Regions from separate parts of the Danio rerio genome. Here region 2 is linked to region 1. The links are chromatin contacts, called in public Micro-C maps. All regions are on one chromosome and are shown on one strand. Each heading gives the region's core, a stretch centred on a gene start, on an enhancer-like site or on the middle of the called end of the contact. The rest is flanking DNA. Distances are from core to core; before and after follow the strand shown. Region 1 has its middle 21 kb from the start of rps15a. Region 2 holds the start of tmc5 (transmembrane channel like 5).

Region 1 (2,961 bases), core at 297-2,796:
GGATAACTTTAGTATATTAGAGCATCATGAAAATAGCAGATCATTTGATCAGATGATGCTATCCTCTGAATTTCTATGCAACCATAAAAATGAAAAGCCAAGATTTTTTGTCAACGGCAGAAAAGCATTGTGTCACAAATGACCATGCAAACTTAGCGAAACTGTGGTCATCATTCCAATAAAAAAATAAATAAAATTATGGCCAAAAAGCTATTTAAGTCCAAAGTCCAGCATTAAGTCCACTGACTTTAATGCTGTTGATTTGTATGAAGTTCAACCCTTAACATAAACAAACTGCTTTCGTTTGCTTTTACATGATCAACCTTTTTAACCAGCCCACATTTTTAGTGCAAAATCCAATCATATTAGCATCAAAATCACATTTAGGTCTACTGTTATTCCACAAATGAATTAAGTTCACATTAGGGCTGCACAATAAACTTTTTATTTTTATTTATTTATTTTTGCTTTCTGTACATCACTACACTACTGGTAATAGGGTATACAGTAATTCCCAAAGGAGAGCTCTGGCTTTTCAGTGCCCAAGCACCCATGGAATAACCAAGCACCCTTGTAAAAATATTCCACATTAATTTGAAAGAGTTATATACATTTCAATATGAAAAAAAAAAACGAAAGACATTAATTTCTTTTTGCCACACTAGCAAAAAATGTACTTGAGCAATATACATGTAAAATGGCCATTTATTAGTAGCATATACCACACCCCCACCCCCTCAATAATATAAGAAAAAGAGTGTTGGGGGAATTGGAAGATGAGCACTCACTGACAAAAACATTCATCTATGCATCTTTTTTTTCCCTGACTCACTTCAAAACAACCAGCTCATACTAGTGAGTCATTCAGAAATCTGTGTTTTGCGCTGTAAGATCGGTAGTGGCATTGTAGCTCAGCTGAATAGACTCCACTTGATAACTTGTGAGAATATTTTACCACATTCCATCAGCAAGAATGCGCAGAGCTCCACATAAATGAGACATTAAACCTCAAACTCCATCACCAGAACTCTAGCGATAAGAGATTATGTACAGTAATTGTCTCAAAATAAACTCCTGCAGGGTAATACAAGACCTCTTCAGGGTGTAATTCTGCAATAATGACCAGCTTATTGTCTGCTTATGGTCATCCATTCCTGAAATATGCTTATATATAAGTTACACACTTGCACAACCCTTAGATCTGTTCCACCCTCAGCGACACATAGGGCAGGATGCAGTTTCCTAGCGACACAGCGATTAGTACAGATACCTGGGGTCACCTGATTGACATTTTATTAATCACTATGTATTTATTCATCCGAATCTAAGAGCAGCAGATGGTTTGATAAGGCAAACATTTGATCAACACTTTCAAGACTCACTTTGGACCATTTCCGACGTTACAAAGCTAATTCTGTTATCAGCCGGACCAATCTTAATTGGGGTTTTAAGCCTTTCAAACATAGCAAGAGAGCAATGATACATGAGTTGGCCTATTACACTGTAGATATTAATAGGAAGGCCGCTACTGCCCCCAAGTTCTCAGCTAAAGAACTGCACTCTTTGGATAAACAGAAAACGGGTGTTTGCAGAGTGTTTGAATGAATGTACTAGCTGTACTTGTGTATCTTTCTGTTTTCTTTGTACTTTTGCCAAGTATAAAAGATGTTTGAAAAACATATATGTGAACCTCAAATACAAAATCTTACCAAAAAAAAGTAAAAATTGTAGATTATTTTGATGCCAAAATCACTACAATACTAAGCAAAGAGCATGTCTAATGAAGACATTTTGTAAATTTCATTTCTAAGCACTACACTACCTGACAAATGTCATCAATTCCAGTTGTACGAGCAACAAACACTTCTAGTTGGAAAATTGGCAGAAGGTAAATTTTTCAGATGGCTCATCTGTTGAACTGCATCCCAAACATAACAAATACTGCAGAAGATCTATTGGAACCCACATGGACCCAAGATTCTCACAGAAATCAGTCAAGTTTGGTGAAGGAAAATTTTAGTTTGGGGTTACATTCAGTATGTGGGCGTGCGAGAGATCTGCAGAGTGGATGGCAACATCAGCAACCTGCATATCAAGACATTTGTGCTGCCCATTACATTACAAACCCCAGGAAAGGGCAAATTCTTCAACAGGATAGTGCTCCGTCTCATACTTCAGCCTCCACATCATGGTTCCTAAAGCAAAGAAGGTCAAGGTGCTCCAGGATTGGCCAGCCCAGTGACCAGACATGAACATTGAGCATGTCTGGGGTAAGATAAAGGAGACATTGAAGATTAATTCAATTAATCATGATGAACTCCGGGAGTCCTGCAAGAACACTTTCTTTGCCATTCCAGATGACTTTATTAATAGGTTATTTGAGTCATTGCAGAGATGTATGGATGCAGTCCTCCAAGCTTAGGGGAGTCATACACAATATTATTTTTTTACCACTGCACCATGACTTTATATTCTATACTGTACATTATTTCTGTTAAGTGACAAGACTTTTGACTATGCAAAGTCAGACGTTACTGTCCTAATAAATAATTAAAAATCAAGATTTGATCATATTTTATTTTGGTAAAGTAAGCGTAAACTAGATGTCTTTGTCTTTCATATAAGCCACTTCTGATACCAAACGATCACCTAGAGGTTATTATTTTTTGCTCCTAAAACTTAGATAGATGACTATACTTTTTTCAGGTTGTGTACATTTAAACAGAATCTTAATATTTTAATTTTTTAAACCCTTAGATTTTCAAATAGTTGCATCTCAGCCAAATATTGTCCTCAACAAACCATACATCAATGAAAATTTATTCATTCAATCTTATGATTTATTAGTCTCAAATTTAAAAACACCTATGATGACTTGTTTTTTGTTCCAGGGTCACATTTGCTCCTTGCTCCAATACATTTGTGCTGAGCGGTGTCATTTTTCTGCTTCAGTTCTTTTCT
Region 2 (2,961 bases), core at 160-2,659, 370 kb before region 1:
TTTGCCTAACAAAATACATTAGGCTACAGTTTGTAATTTAAAAGTTTTTTTTTCTAATGATATATGTGATATATATTTAAAAAAAATATATATATATATATATATATATATTTGTCATATTTCTTTATTCTAAATATTTATTAAATATTTTACTATTTAGCAAAAACAGTGCTTAAAATGTGATGTAAATTCAGTATTAAAATCTCATAATTAAATAGAAAATGAGGCAAATAACTAAAAAAGTCCACAATTTTGAGAAAAAAGAATCACCCTTTTACCAAGCTAGCTACGGGTCTAAAATGTGTAAAATATCTATAATTCATAGTTCTATGGTTGAGGAAAACACACACACACACATGTTTGTTTTTGTTAAAAGTGGGGACATTACATAGGTTTCCATTCATTTTATACTGTCCAAACCGTATATTATATTGCCCTCACCCCACCCCACCACTAAACCCAACCATCACAAGAAACTGTGTGCAGCTTTACTCTCTGATTAAACTCATTCTGTTGGATTTATAAGCATTTTGAGAAATGAGGACGTCACCAATGTCCTCATATTTCCATATTTCACCTCCTTTTTGTAATATCTGTGTCATACCCATGTCATTATACAGATTTGTGTCCTGATATGACACACGCACACACACACACACACACACACACACACACACACACACACACACACACACACACACACACACACACACACATTATTTTGGTGACATTTTTTCTTATTGTAGAGCATAGAATGACAAATGGTCTTTTTTCAGATGTGATTACATTGCTTTTAGATATCACATTATTAATATAAAAAATTCAGAAGTTAAGAAAGCAATATGAAATAACTTTATTTAGGGTTACTATTACCCTGATTTTCATAATTTTTTGACCAACTGTCGTTTTCTAAAAAGCAACAACAATTATTATAATAATAATAATAATAATAATAATAATAATAATAATAATAATAATAATAGTTTAAAGTACACTATATGTCAATATTTTCTATTGAAATGTGAGGAAATCTTATCAGACCTTATAAAGAATAAAACAAATATCAAATTAAATACCCAAAATAAAACTCATACCTAGTAGAGCCAGGCTATACTGGATCATTTTCAAATGCTTTATATTACAGTATATATTACTGATTTAGCAAAGACGATCTGATTCTAACAAACATGACCTACTGTTTTCAACTTCCTGCTGGATTTCATGTGCCGTAAGTCCCAGGTTTTCCAGAGCTGTGCCATGTTGTGGGTAGACACTCATCCTCCTCATCCTGCTTTTCAGATCATAGAGTTGTCCTGGCAGAGAATAAATAAATAGACTTTAAACATTACATTGTGTGCATAGGCGCTCCAGGAATAACAGACTGCGGTGTTTGCTGGGCTCACTAGACTGAAGGAACAAGGAAGTTGTGGTTTAATTGTAGGATACAAGGTACAAGTGGGCTGTATCTCATTTTATCTTTGTGTCCTGTTGTCCCGGTGACAGGTTTCACTGGCCAATGCCGCGCAGGAGGAACTCTGTGGTTTGGTGTTGTATTACATTTAAAAAGGTATTCATTAGTTATTCATTAACTGTCTTCCAGCTCGTCAGCAGCAATATAATGACGACATAATCATCTTCTGTTTATTTGATGGACGGCTGGAATGAATTATCATTCTTGGCAGAAAGATAAGATTGTTGCAGTAAGCACATAATAAAAGCGTAAATGTTTCGGCAGCTTAACCACGGATCTGTGCTTTGACCTGCTCTTATTTCCATTTCTCCTCTGTGGGGTTGGTTTATCATCATTTTGCTTTTTTTTTCGAAAGTTTTAACATCTGATTTTGGGATTTTGAACACAAATTGTAGTGAATATGTTCAGTCATAATGACCTGGTTTTAAAGACAGAGACAAAGCCAGGCTTAAGCCACAGTTAAATTAGTCCATAGGTTATTTATGTATTTATTTTTAAATGTGCCTTATAAAACACATTTCTGGTGTCTATCTTGAGACAAAACAAACACACTGACATATTTTCAGATCAGTAATGGCAGGTTTCTTGCATTTGAAACAGTTCAGACTAACATTTTAGTCTGAGATTACAGGCTTAATCTTTTTCTGTGAGGGGGAACTAGGGGGAAATGTAATTTCATTTATTCATTTTTATAGCACTAAACAACAGAGCATAGACCAAAGTGCTGTACTTAACTAAACCTATAAAGTGTAAACACAACAATATTAGCACATACAATAAAATATGAGTAGAGAATCAATGGCTCGATATTCTGTAGTTACAGACTTTATAGCAAGGGATGTGAAATAGGCTTTCAGGTGTCTTTCAACAGTGTTATGAGAGAGAGAAGCTTTAAGGAAGATTATTCTGTTTTATTATTATTATTTTTGGAGGTGGCATCGCAAATCTTTGTTTAGATTTTGTTCTCTGGATGGTTAAAATCTGTTAGTTTGAAGATCTTTAATCACAAGTTTTGAGGACCTAAATGTCCAATCCCCTTTAGTAACCCCTGCAGGAGGGCCCACGCATTTTGCGCTACGCCACTGGGCATACGTGACATGGTTAAAGTTCATTCCACTGTTATTAATGATATTTGTACATCATCTTGTGTCTACCTAGATTTTTATAATTATTAAATGGGTCACAAAAAGTTGTCATCATTTTCTATATTACCAATGTGGTATGTAGAAAGCATCATCACCCCACACAAAAAAAGCATTAAAGTAATGTATAGTCTATATTATAGTGTATTTTAACCATATATAAAGTATATTATACTTTATAAATATTGTTTATAAGTATATGATATATTATAATGTATTCACTTACATTACCTAATAATAAACAGTATTTGTAAAGCTTTTATTTATCATAGTCTCAAGCGGATTTAGCCAATAAGCAAGATAAGCGGCTGCTTAGGGCCCCAGGAAATCTGAGAGCCCTCAAATAAA

What was found. A called contact is a pair of places that touch in the nucleus more often than the background predicts.
Region 2: a contact with region 1 is called in a Micro-C map of caudal fin, with 8 times the contacts expected there. The contact joins the promoter of tmc5 here to the enhancer-like site in region 1. A contact is called at or near these places in 6 of 18 Hi-C or Micro-C datasets (caudal fin, embryo, fibroblasts and 1 more) and 1 of 4 datasets of contacts at active chromatin or transcription factors (caudal fin).

What each region holds. Positions count from the first base shown.
Region 1 is chr3:25,102,631-25,105,591 of GRCz12tu, reverse strand. No RefSeq gene overlaps it. Among named protein-coding and RNA genes, the nearest start is that of rps15a, 21 kb to the right of the region's middle. Within about 2 kb of position 1,546, at least 18 of the 62 cell types and tissues checked have an H3K27ac peak or open chromatin away from gene starts, as enhancers often do.
Region 2 is chr3:25,472,567-25,475,527 of GRCz12tu, reverse strand. tmc5 (transmembrane channel like 5) reads right to left here and starts at 1,409. Exons shown (of 18, transcript XM_005163920.5): 1 at 1,197-1,409. The coding sequence starts at 1,287.